2 separate regions of the Zea mays genome follow, and region 2 is linked to region 1. A link is a contact called in public Hi-C data. All regions are on one chromosome and are shown on one strand. The core of a region is the stretch at or near the end of the contact, and the rest is flanking DNA. Distances in the headings are between cores, read along the strand shown.

Evidence for each region. Hi-C and Micro-C count contacts between places; a contact is called where the count stands out from the background.
Region 2: a contact with region 1 is called in a Hi-C map of tassel, with 3 times the contacts expected there. The contact joins the promoter of LOC100278262 here to the promoter of LOC100191596 in region 1. A contact is called at or near these places in 2 of 25 Hi-C or Micro-C datasets (ear and tassel).

Annotation. Positions count from the first base shown.
Region 1 is chr1:86,776,773-86,783,162 of Zm-B73-REFERENCE-NAM-5.0, forward strand. It overlaps LOC100191596 (tetracycline transporter protein), which reads right to left and starts at 2,506. Exons shown (of 14, transcript NM_001137026.1): 1 at 2,288-2,506; 2 at 731-842; 3 at 497-609; 4 at 266-388; 5 at 1-169. The coding sequence starts at 2,479.
Region 2 is chr1:87,023,469-87,029,858 of Zm-B73-REFERENCE-NAM-5.0, forward strand. It overlaps LOC100278262, which reads left to right and starts at 2,601. Exons shown (of 8, transcript NM_001151594.1): 1 at 2,601-2,806; 2 at 2,904-2,980; 3 at 3,091-3,132; 4 at 3,840-3,881; 5 at 4,446-4,529; 6 at 4,690-4,777; 7 at 5,190-5,287; 8 at 5,376-5,918. The coding sequence starts at 2,629. The coding sequence ends at 5,396. LOC103637617 (putative magnesium transporter MRS2-G) reads right to left here and starts at 2,894. Exons shown (of 4, transcript XM_008659876.3): 1 at 1,934-2,894; 2 at 1,368-1,813; 3 at 447-731; 4 at 1-145. The coding sequence starts at 2,351.

The DNA.
Region 1 (6,390 bases), core at 1,256-3,755:
CGCTACTGCTGGAGGAGGGGAGGCAGAGCGGCCGGCGGCAGGCCGCCTCCTCGTCGCTGCCGCTGCCGGAGGAGGAGGAGGAAGAGGAGGATACGGAGGCTCCGCCGTCCGTCTCCTGGAGGAAGGCCTTCATGTAGACGGCCGTCGCGACGGCTGCCACCGCTGAGACCTGGCAGTAGTGCGATGCCGGTTACTTGACTTGCCCGATCGATCGGAATCAATTGAACCTTGAGCATCACGAATGCATATCCGATGGACGACGGACCTGAAACGTGGATGAGACGGGGAGGAAGCGGGCTGCCACGGTGCCGCCGACGAAGCCGGCGCTGCAGACGCCGGAGAAGACGCCGAAGGCCGCCGCGCGCCTCGTCTCCGGCACCCTGTCGGCCTGCGCGGGAGGGAGGGATCCAGGGGGACAAACTTGCACCCGTCTGTCAGATGGTGACGGACAAACGGCGGCAGCTTGGTATGTAGTGTAGGTAGGTAGTAGGAGTACCACGTAGGCAAGCGAGAGGGTCATCATGGTGCCTTCGCAGACCATCGCCGTCAGCGTCTTGGTCACGTAGTACGCGTAGAAGTAACCCTTGGTCCGGCCGTACGCCAGGATGCCTTGATTATTATATTTACGTACGGACACACAAGAGGAGAACGTTAGAAACAACGTCCACATTCACCTGGCTGCAACAAGTTTGTTTGTTTCTTCTTCAGAAATAAATGACAGCGGATTTACCGAGAGGAACGATGGACGCCGTGGCGGGCAGCGCCAGCAGTGCCTTCCGGCCGTACCTGTCGGACAGGTTGCCGACCACCGGCGTCAGGACCAGCGCCCCCAGCCCTGAAACCTGAAGCAGGAAACAGGTTTCAGATCTATTTCACTCGTCAACTGCGCTGCGCCCTGTGCTGCGCTGCGCCTATGCGTGTATACAGTGGCTGCGCCAGCATTTGTGTACAGTGGGTAGTGCCGACGGGATCGAGTGGTGGAAGGGGCACTCTGGCAGTGGAGTGGACTGTGGTCCAAGTCCGATAGACCGAGAGCGACTGGACAGCCGCGGGTTACTGGTGCGCGGTGGCGGGACGATGGCATGCGCGGTCTCGCCTTTCCGGCAGATTTGACATCCACTGGAGCTACTGCTACCTTTTTTTTTACCACCGCCGCACTGTTCTTTTAATTTCTTTTATATAATCTCTCCTTCCTTCCACGCTTTCTCTTTATTGACTACGACTTTTTCTTTACCGCCATTTCTTACCAGCTTCGGGACGTGTACGGGTGCCCCCTTTTGCTTTGGAGAGTTTTGACATCAATCAGGCCGCCGGCCAGGGAACAAACAAATGGCAAAGGAAAAAAGAGGGTATACGGTGGTCGGTGCGACGTTTGTGGCCGGGGTTCGGGCGGCCGCGTGACGTACGTTACCACGACCGCGCGCGCGCGCGGCCACTCCGCAGGGCTCTATCGAGGGGCACGGCGGTTACAGCGCCATCACCAATATGTCCATATCGCGACGACGCGCGACGGCGACACTGATGAAAGCTCACCGAGGTCCCGGGGAGAACGCACCGCACGCATCGGAGTCAGCTGAGACGACGCTCTCTCACGCACTCCCTGCCAATTGACGATTGTAATCCAGGACACTAACCGTACGTACTGAGCGTATACTAGTACTCGGCAGCAGCCACCCCACCCACGAGCTGGTCTGTGCGTGGGACAGGTGGTGTCCATGCCACTGCATGCGCACTTCCTAAAATCTCCATGCTCATGGGCCGAATTTAATTTAATGCCTTTTTTTAAAAAAAAATCTCAGCTCAGTAGAACGAAGACGAACAAGCTAGCACCAGCCCCGGTACCGGCCCTACGTGCTATTAATAATCTGTTCTAAAATAAATGAACCTCAATTTTTTTTGCCTTTTTTTTTTGGAGTACAGTGGTGATATTTTACAAGAGTATGCATATATACTTTCTCTCTTCGCGGAGGGATGGAGGGAAGGAGGAACTAGGAAGTATACGCAAAGGAAAGAGAGAAAGAAAAAGACAGGCAGCAGCTATTCATCGATCGATTGCTATCTTATTAGGTAGAGGAAGTCGTCCGAGGTTGAACTAGTGCACTAGTTATTAAAGCCATTGATGAGGAAGGAAACCAAACCAAAATAGCCGCATGCATGCACGGGCACGGCGACGCAGCAGTGAGCAAGCATGCAGACGACGCAGTGTGAATTTGGGGAAGCAGCTAGCTGCAGGGAGGAGAAGGATGAAGAGAGAGCTAGCTAGCTAGAGGGAGCTTATATATGTTACCGCCTGCTGGAGCCCGGTGAGGTAGATGGCGAGGGAGCACTCGTCGCGGCCGGGGCAGAGCGCCGCCATGGTGACGTCGGTCATCACCGGTGCGACCATGAAGGTGGAGAACCAGAAGAGGAAGGCGAACAGCAGCAGGTGCCCCAGACCCTCCATCACTCGATCCTCTCTCTCTCTCTTTTTATTTTTCATATGCTGCTCTGAGCCTGTGCTATTCTCTCTTCTACTACCCTCTTGCCCTCCTCCTGCAGATACTAATATAAGCCCGGCTGGGTCCATCCATTCGCCCCTTCTGCAGGTGATATTGCTCCATGTGTCTGGGGTCTGGGCTCCCACTCCCACCTACGGGCTTGTTCGGTTATTCCCAATACACATGGATTGGATGGGATTGGAAAAAATTGAGAAGAAGTTTGACTTGTTTGGGATTCAAACCCATCCAATCCCACTCAATCCACATGGATTGAGAGCTAACCGAACAAGCCCTACATGTATGTATGTATGGTCTTGGTAAGGATTTCAGGAAAAAAAGTTAATTAGAAGAGTAGACAATTCTACAGAAAAATCCTCAACTAGTGGAAAGCGAGCTGTGTGATGACTGCAGAGAATTTTCGACGGCCAGAATTATTTTCGGCGACTACAGTAGCTTACAGGCTTTAGCTGCTATATAAGCGTACGTACGTACGTCTCAGATGTCTCGGAGAGGAGATAGTTCCATCGTCGACCGGCTGTCTCGGTCGATGTGCTTAGCCGAGAAGAAAATTAAAGCAAGGTGATCTAAAGGTGCTGCATGCCGTGGACACACACACACACACACACATATATATATATATATATATATATATATATATATATATATATATATATATATATATATATATATATGATATCGCGGATCGGATCTGTGGGGTAGCGTTTTTTCTTCAAGGTTAGCCCGTCGACGAGGAGATTAGAAAAAAGGATCAGTAGCGAGAGGGAAAAAGGAAAAGAAAAGACAGGGTAGAAAGCAATATATATGCAAGGCGATGCACGTAATATAAGAATTCAGAGAAAAGAACGAAAGAAAAAAAATGGCGCTGCTGGTGGTGGTGCATGCCTTTCGATCACCTTCTTCGTGTTCCTTTTTCATATTTAACTTGTCGGGTTGATATATATTCGGTGGAGAGACCATCAGCGGTCGTACGTACTAGCCTGCTTTTGGTTCCTTTGGAACATGATACGTATATACGCGTCCACGAGGACGGTATGCATGCTTGTATATATATTACCCAGAAGCATCGTCTCAGTGTATGATAGAGAACCGGTGTTGTTTTTTTATTACTCCCTCCGTCCAAAAATATAAGTTATTTCAAAATTCTCAGAGAGTAAAAAAAAATTAAAGTTTGACAAAAAATATAGCGAGAATCATAAGGATTTATGACACGAAATAGATATAGTATGAAAATATACTTAATGCAGAATCTAATTGTATACATTTGATATCGTAAATGTTATTACTTCATTGTATAAATTTGGTCAAACTTGAAAAAACTTTGACTCTCCAAAAATCTTGGAATGACTTAAAATCACTACCGGAATCCGAGGCTTTGCCGAGTGTTGTATTCTTTGCCGAGTGCCTTTTGTCGGGCACTCGGTAAAGTTAGGCTCTCGGCAAAGAGCCCCTTTACCGAGTGCTGAACACTCGGCACAGGTAGGCACTCGGCAAAGACAAGTTTGCCGAGTGTCACACACTCGGCAAACGGGGCTCTCGGCAAAGGGCCGTCAGCGGCCGTCCCAGAGCTGACGGCCGTCAGTCTTTGCCGAGAGCCAACGGCTGGCACTCGGCAAAGAGGCTTCTTTGCCGAGTGCCACGTAGTAGACACTCGGCAAAGCCCTCTTTGCCGAGTGTCATCTCCAGACACTCGGCAAAGTGTATTTTCATTTTTTTTTATTTTGTCTCCCAAACTTTTTGTGGTATATATGTTCCTACACTATGTAGACCTACATGTATCATTTATGGACAATTATAACATAGTTTCCATAGTTAGTAGATTTAGTTCTTTTATTTGAATTTCTTCGGAAAATTCAAATTTGAACTGCAGGTCACTCGAAACTTGGAAAACCGTGCATGAAAAAATGATATTCATGTTACTTAGCATAAGTTACGACCGATTGCAGAAGCGTACCGGAAACTTCGAGCAACATGCTCACTAAACATGGCCGTGAACTTGGCATCCACATGTTTAAAAATTGTATAAAACACAAACAAAGTCAGAAAATCATGAAACTTGTCCACGTGTCATGATATCATATGTACAGGCTGTGATAAAAATTTTAGAATGTTTGGAGAAAGTTGTGAGACACTATGTGTAGAAACCTAAGAGATCCACATGAAATCTAAGAGTTATTTCATGTGGATCTCTTAGGTTTCTACACATAGTGTCTCACAACTTTCTCCAAACATTCTAAATTTTTTATCACAGCCTATACATATGATATCATGACACGTGGACAAGTTTCATGATTTTCTGACTTTGTTTGTGTTTTATACAATTTTTAAACAACTGGATAACAAGTTCATGGCCATGTTGAGTGAGCATGGTGCTCGAAGTTTCCGGTCCGCTCCTAAAGTCGATCGTAACTTGTGCTAAATAGCATATTTATTATGTTTGCATGCACAGTTTTCCAAGTTTCGAGTGACTTGCAGTTCAACTGTGAATTTTCCGAAGAAATTCAAATAAACGAACTAAATCTACTAGCTATAGAAAAAACTTTTCTAATTGTCTCAAAATGGTACATGTAGGTCTACATAGTGTAGGAACATACCACAAAAAGTTTGGTTGCCAAAATTTAAAAAATAAAAATGTACTTTGCCGAGTGTTAAATTATGACACTCGGTAAAGATAGCTTTGCCGAGTGTCAGTCGGTTGACACTCGGCAAAGAATCTTCTTTGCTGAGTGCTATCCCCTTGGCACTCGGCAAAGAACATAGAAAAAATCTTTGCCGAGTACCTGTCAGTTGACACTCGGCAAAGCCGCCTTTGCCGAGTGCCCGCGATCTAGCACTCGGCAAAACATATTTTAAAATTAAAAAAAATCTTTGCCGAGTGCCAGATCGCGGGCACTCGGCAAAGAGGAGAAATAAACGCCCCGCGCGCCTTCTCCTTTCTCCTTCCTCTCCTCACACTCGTCTCTGTCACCCGCTGCTCGTCGTGCGCCGCCGCCTCGTCGTGCGCCCCTCGCCCGCCCGCGCCGTGCGCCGTTGCCTCGTCGTGCCCGCGTCGTGCGCCCCTCGCCAAACCCGCCCGCCGACGCCGCCGCGCCCCTCTCCCTCGCCCGCCCACCGCTCCGACACCGCCGCTGCGCCCCGTCACCGCCACGCTGCGCCCCGTCACCACCACCGCCGCGACCCGGCCTCAACCGTCGTCCCCACGCCTTGCCCTCAACCGCCGTCGCGCCCGGCACCACGCCGCCGTTTGGTAAATCATTCTTTATTTTTGTTGAGCATGTGATTGATAATGTGATGGATAGTTAGAGCTATATTATATCTAGCCATTCTGTACTTAGAATTTGCATTGTGTGGATAACCTTTTTTCTAGTAGATTAAAAAAAGAATGCCAAACTCTAAAACATGCATAGATTGAATATATATATATATATATATATGTGTGATTGCTGGCCATCGTGCCGTTGAATTATGCGTGGAAGACAGCCATCGTGCTGATAGTTTTATTTGCAGGATTTCGAAACCTCCCCGTGCAGGGGAGGTGCTGCCGAAATTTTCTGTTGCTAGGCTTCTGTTAGGGGATGGAGGACCGTGAGTGTATGTACACGGGCCGTAGAGGAAGGAACAATGTCACCACTGAATGGATTAGAAAGACCGATGATTTCGTGGAACGGGCATATGACGAAGCTGCTAAAGGAGCGAGTCTAGTCCCATGCCCGTGCAGCAAATGTGACAACCGGAAAAGAAAACCAAAGAAGACCATGGTAGAACATATTTGGAAGAATGGATTTACGTCGGGCTATACTCGGTGGATATTTCATGGTGAAGCGCATCGTACGAGAGAGGAGGTGCTGAGACAACGTGTCGAGGATTATGACGCGGATGCGGGGGTAGCGGATAT
Region 2 (6,390 bases), core at 1,351-3,850, 250 kb after region 1:
TTGCAAAAGCTCCAACAATGAAAGTGTTGGCAGCTATGCCAAAGGATGCAATGGTCAGTGTAAGCTGGAGTTGGATTAGTTCATTACGCTGGTTGTCAAGTTGAATGTTGACGTAGTCTTCTGTGTCATCAATATACTCCCGAACCTGTTTTAATTTCAAGGACAAATCAGCATCCACATCCAGATGAATAGATGGATTGATGAAAACACCAAAACGAATGGTTTCTTCACCAAAAATCAGAAATGATAAAAGAATACGGTCCTACTTGTATAAACTGAGTTCTTGTTTGACAGAAAACAAAAGGTATATATCTTAGCAAGTGTATTCTCTCTAGCATAAGTGGATTATGTTTATGTATCATGAGACAGCACCATATAATTACAGAACCCACAATACAGGAGAACATATTCTACATTTATATTTCAGTGTGGATAAAGAGACTAACCGACAAGATTCTGTTGCGAATTCCATCCAGCTGCATGAAGTAGGCCTCAAGTAACATCTCTAGGTCTTCCACATCATTATCCAAATGCATGCTCGTAGCAACGCTCAAGCTACGCCGGAAGCTAGAGTTCAACCTGGGCACACCAGGTCCAGCAAGAACAATGCTGTTGGAAGCAGCAGATGACATTAAAGCCTCAACCTGTTGGTTTTGTACTTGCTTCCTTGTTAGATACAGATGTTCCATGTCTTCATTATCATCCAGAAGATGTTCTATTTCATCCCTGACCTGATAAAATATGATGCAAAAATACATAACAGATCCCAGTACAGCAGCATATGAAATATTACCAAGATTCTCACAAGCACAACAGAAACACTCAGCAGCTCACCACAATATGATGTAAACAATAAGCTCAAGAGAGAACGAAAAAGAACCCTACAGTTTATACCAAAAACCAAATTGCAATGGCTTATTTCTATTTGTCTTCCTGCAGCTAAAATTAATCATGCCTCCTTTACCAATCCACATGGATACACAACTGTAAGTACATCAAGCAATTCTTTTTGCATGAGCATAAAGACAGATAAGAAGATCAGAGCAAACAGTCAAGCTGGATTCGTTTGTGACTCTATGCACAAAGCAACTAAAACTACAACAATTCACATCATGAGGCAATCTAAGCAGCACAGTCATAAATAGGCAAGGTATACAGGCTGTTTGAAGAACTCAACCATACCTCCATTTTTGCAAATAGAATAGACTGTTGGAAACCAATTAATTAGGATTATCTTAGTAATATAATGCAATGGCCTTTTGATCAACAAAATTGACATGCGACAATAAGAAACAACCATGGTTATACACTGTTCAAATTCAGGTAGATTGAGGAATTAAGCACACATAGTCTTTCTTTAATGATACCTTTTGCACACGGGCAAGCAAACGGGTAAGATGACTCTTAAGGCTCCGCACTCGCTCAAGGTTCCTTGTGCTCACATTCTTTGTCAGTTCGTCAAGCACTGGAGTAGCATGCCTCTCAAGGTCATCAACGCTAAGGTCCAACGATGAGCACACAATCTCGAGCGCGACCTCCAGCACATGGAACTCAAATGGAAACTCATGCTCTGCCCCGGTCGCCTCATTAAGACGGGGCACCTGGCCTCCATGCGAGCCCCCCTGTTTTTCTCCATTGCCATCAGGGGCACATTCACCATTCCCACCCACAAGGCTCCTCAGAGGCAGGTGCTGCCTCAATTGATCAACGAAAGGGAGCACTTCGTGCATGAGAGGGTCCAACAGGAGCACCTCCTCGGCAGTAACTATCGCTCTGATGAATTCGAGGTTGATCACCATTGTCTTCTCCCTAGCTGCAGAATAAATCGTTGTTAATTACTTGTACAATACCAAAGTTTTGCGTCTTCTTGCTTTTATCACCACAAAAGAAGGACCGAATATTAAATAGGGCAGGGAGAAGGGGGTGTGCTCACCGAGGATGCTGGAGGAGCGAGAGAATACGGGACCAAGGATCCGTAGGTCGCGCGAGGGAAGGCCAGCGCGGCGGATTATGGTGGCCTTGTCGAGCTCGACGACCTCGGAGGCACCCCAGCGGTCCAGCCGCATCCACAGGCGCGCGCCGGGCTTCTTCTTGGTGATCTTCCCCGACAAGGCACCCCCGGCGCCCGCGGTGACTGAGAGGGGAGAGGGCGGCTGGGCGGTCTGCCCCGCCGCTGCAGAGTCCGGGGTCGCGGACGGCGAGGCGGCGGTGGGGGAGGCGAGAAGAGCCCTCGTCGCGTTGTCCTGCTTGGAGGGGGAAGGGAGGCGACGCCCGGAGCGATTCCGCTTGGAGGAGGACGAGGAGGATCTGGTGAAGAACGGAAGCTTCCGGCCGCCGGATCGCTTCCCCATGGCGTTGCGGCGGCGGCGTGCCGCGGCACCGGCACGGTCCACGGGGGTGAATGGGTCGGACGGCGGGTTCTGTCGTCGTGGTCGAACTCCAAATCTGTGGTAGACGAGTGGGCCGGTCAGGGCCAACCGCTCGTGAGAGGAAGCCCTAGGATGCTGGTCGGACGGTTGAAATTGCGTGCAGCGTCAACGCGCCAAGTTGCCGCGCTGGCGCTTGCCGCGAAAGAGAGACCACTATCCAGAAGCGAAGATAATATCTTCGTCTTCCCCCTTCTCGCCGATGGCTGCAACACCCACTGCCGCCGTTTTGCTCGCGCGCCCGCTCATCGCACTCTCCAGTGCTTTCACCTCCCCTCATCGTGCGCGGGTGCCGAGCGATCCCTCCTCCATCTCGGTGCCGCCACTGAGGAGTCGATGGTGCCAGTGGCGCGGCCCGCTCCGATCGCTGCCCCCCGAAGGTAAGATGCTTGGTGTGGTGGCGAAGGCTGCGCGCTTCAGCTAGTTTGGCAGTACTCGGTTTCGGTTCACTTGTGTGATGATACCCGTGCGTCTCAGGAGCTCCGGCCGAGCTGATGGAAGAGGACTCCAAGTTTGTGCCGTTGAACGCGGACGATCCCATGTACGGCCCACCGGTGAGTTGCGCCTCGCAGACGCAGTTGTTCTAAATCGTTGCATGCCTGTCATGTGACTACGTGGAAACACTGAAATTACAGTATATCATGCTCTTATATGTGGATTTCAGGCGCTACTGCTCATCGGATTTGAGAAAGGCGAAACTGTCACGGTTAGTGATGTCAATGTGCAGAGCATTAGTATTTTTCTCCATTTTTGCACTATTACATTTAAATGAACCAAAACGCTTCAATGGTGGCGCTCACTGCTCAGTAGTTGTTTTAGGGAAAAAAAAGAAAAAGAAAAAAAGGATACTACCTCCTCCTCCGCCTTGAAAAGGATGCAATTCTAGCTCTGTACTTTTAGTCAAATCATTTAAAGTTTGACGAAATTCATACTTAGTACTGGAATACTCCTATACGACACCAAATAGATATATTGATGATGGATCTAATAATACTTTTTTGATATCATAAATATTGAGAGGTTTTTTTGTATAAACTTGATAAACTCTAGATGTTTCGTATAAACTTGGTCAAACGCTAGAACTGCATTCTTTTCAGGACAGAGGGAGTGATATTTGGTAGTACAGTTGAAAACAATCACACATAGGGCTGTGCTTCGTTAGATTCCACCAAGCACATGGCCTCCCTGTATATCGTGTACCCAAGTTCTAGATACTCTATATGCCCCAGGTGTACTTTTTGGTGCCAAATTTCTCATGTTGTCATGTAGGCATCTGCTCAGAAACCTGAACATTTCATGTTTAAAGAAGTTGTAGAAAAAATATTATGTCTTGCATTTAGTGACATAGGCAGTAGTAAAAAAATTGTGTTGTGCTGCCAGTTCCAACTTATGTGAGTTCCACAATTTGTGCAGATTCAGGCCTTCCTGAAAGAGCTTGAAGGTGAATTCCTCAAGGCAAGTCATGCATCGGCTGTCACTGACATATGCAAGAATGCTCTATCCATATACATGTTGATTAGAGTGATCAAGTCACTTGTTTATTTTTTATTCCATATACTGTCAGCAAACTAGAGCAATCTTTTACAATTTTGCCATTGATAAGTTATTATTCTGCCTAGGTTAGCTGTCAGTTTTCTATGATAGAGAAAATTAGTTCTACTATATGTTTTTTTCTCGAACGAGATGAGCAAATGTTGGAGAATTCTGCTATACGTTATTGCAGATGGTACATGAACTGAAAAAAAATATGTGCACTCTCTAACAAGAAAAAAAGTGAAATAAATTTGAGTTCAATGGACAAGGCTTTACTTTATTCGTGCTGTGTTGTAAAAAATGTCAACAACAGTACACTCACTAAGTCACTAGCAATATAATTCACTTTATACCAGTATTCTTTATATTGCCTTTCTCTTGTTTTTGTCCTTAGTGTGATTGCAATTTTTAGTTGGTAGAAGCAACCCTGAAAGTTCATCAAAGTCTGTTTGATTTTGTTCTTACAACACTTTTAGCTTGACTCAGGTGATCCATTGTACAGAGGAGATGACAAAGCAAACCTTATGGGATGCCATGCACACTGAGCAGCCTGATTTGGAAGCTGTCAAGGTTTGCATCAAAGACGCATATACCTATTTTTTTTAGCCTTTAGTATGCTAGTGCATATACCTGTGCAAAGAATTTAGTTTACGGATATTAAGTGGTATTTTATCCCCTACTCTTAAATTTTTACCTAGAACTCTAGCTATGGCGCATGTCCAATTCACAGATTGCAGGACCACTGCCAAGGATATGCATATTTTCTGGTCTAACTGGCGAGGAGATGATGATGTTCATCAACGCCTTCCCAGAAACCGGTAAGTTAGAGGTGTTAAAGTGTATAAGTGAATTGTTTATCTTTACCTAACTACTTAATATTTTGGGTTGAACAGGTTAGTATGTCCACTCTAATATGATATCAAAGCCTGTCTCGAATTTGAATTATGGAAGAGGCTTTATTTGTATTCTCGTCCCTTTATTTCCACATTTCTCTCTGGCTGCACGTGAGTGAGTAGAGGTGCTAAAGTGTATAATTGGATTGTCTACTTTCATCTAATAGCTTAAATTTTTAGGTTGAACTGGTTACCACTCTAACAAAAAGTTTTTCTTAAATTATGAAATGATGAAATAGATAAGGTGAAACTCTGTAATCAAGTAAATAAACAGAACCTCAACGCTTTAAGCTCAGGTCTCGTAAAACTGACACTTTTTTATTTACTTATTTTTCAGGGCTGGAAGCAGCTGCCTTTGCTGCGCTTGTCCCTAACAGTGCAGAGAAGGTTCTCGGCGAAGTGATCGAGGAAATAATGGGAGACCATGAGATGCTGGTTAGCTCTGTTTTTTTTACTAAGCAACATCATAGTAATCATTCTGTTTTTTCGTGTTCTGAGCTAAGTCCTCCCTTACGCTTTGCAGACAGGAAAGGACTCCAAATGAGAAGAATTTGAAGCACGGACATGCCTATCAAGAAAATTGTCACTTTGCATTCTGATATATGGCATCTAAATCTGATTCAAATTGCCGCAACAGGAAGCTGGGTATGGAAAAAACTGTTCAAGATAGTGTTGCAGAAGAAACATCAGTTTAATTTTTCTTCTGATAAATACGGGTCCTTTTCCATCTGGTCACCTCCAGAATTTGAGCTCCTACTTACTGTATGTCGTACATATAATATAGTTTATAGTGACCAACAAGTTGCTCATGACTGGCCAGCTTTTGGACTTTGGGGGCTTTCTGTCCGTTGACTTTTTTCTATTGATTTTTATAATATTTTATTTAGCTTTTCAGTACATAACAATCTAGAGAGGCTTCTCTCAGCGTGTTTTATAGCTTTTAGTTTATTTGTTTACTCAAAAGTCAGTTGTCCAGATTTTTAAACGCCAGGTCAACATCTTATGGCTTCTGGCTACCAGAAACTATTGAAACAAAGCTGAGATAAATATTTTGAGACATTCCCAATGATGGTCTCAAAATGTTTTTTTTCTTTCCCTACTACTTTATGGCCTACTACAGCGTTGCCGCTGCAAGCTTGCAACCACTCTTAAATATTTAGGGCTTGATTGATTGTTGTATGGCTAAGTCTGGTCCGTATCTAGTGAGCCCGGTTCTGATAAATCTAGCTGAGAACATGTAACATCTTATATTTGGTTTTTTATGTATTCAGCCTAGTTCATTTGAGATGATATTTGGTTATTTACATGAATACTTGTTGATGAGCTAAAAAATTATTAAGTAAATTAAAAATCTATTAATAGACACTAGTTATATATTAAAATTATTTAATAGACACCAATTACATATTAAAATTATTTAAAACACATTAACAACATGTTAATAATCACTAATTACATGTTAATAGGCACTAATTATATATTTATGGACACTAATTAAAACATGCTTTCCAAAGAAGCCGGAAGGACTAGGAGAAATC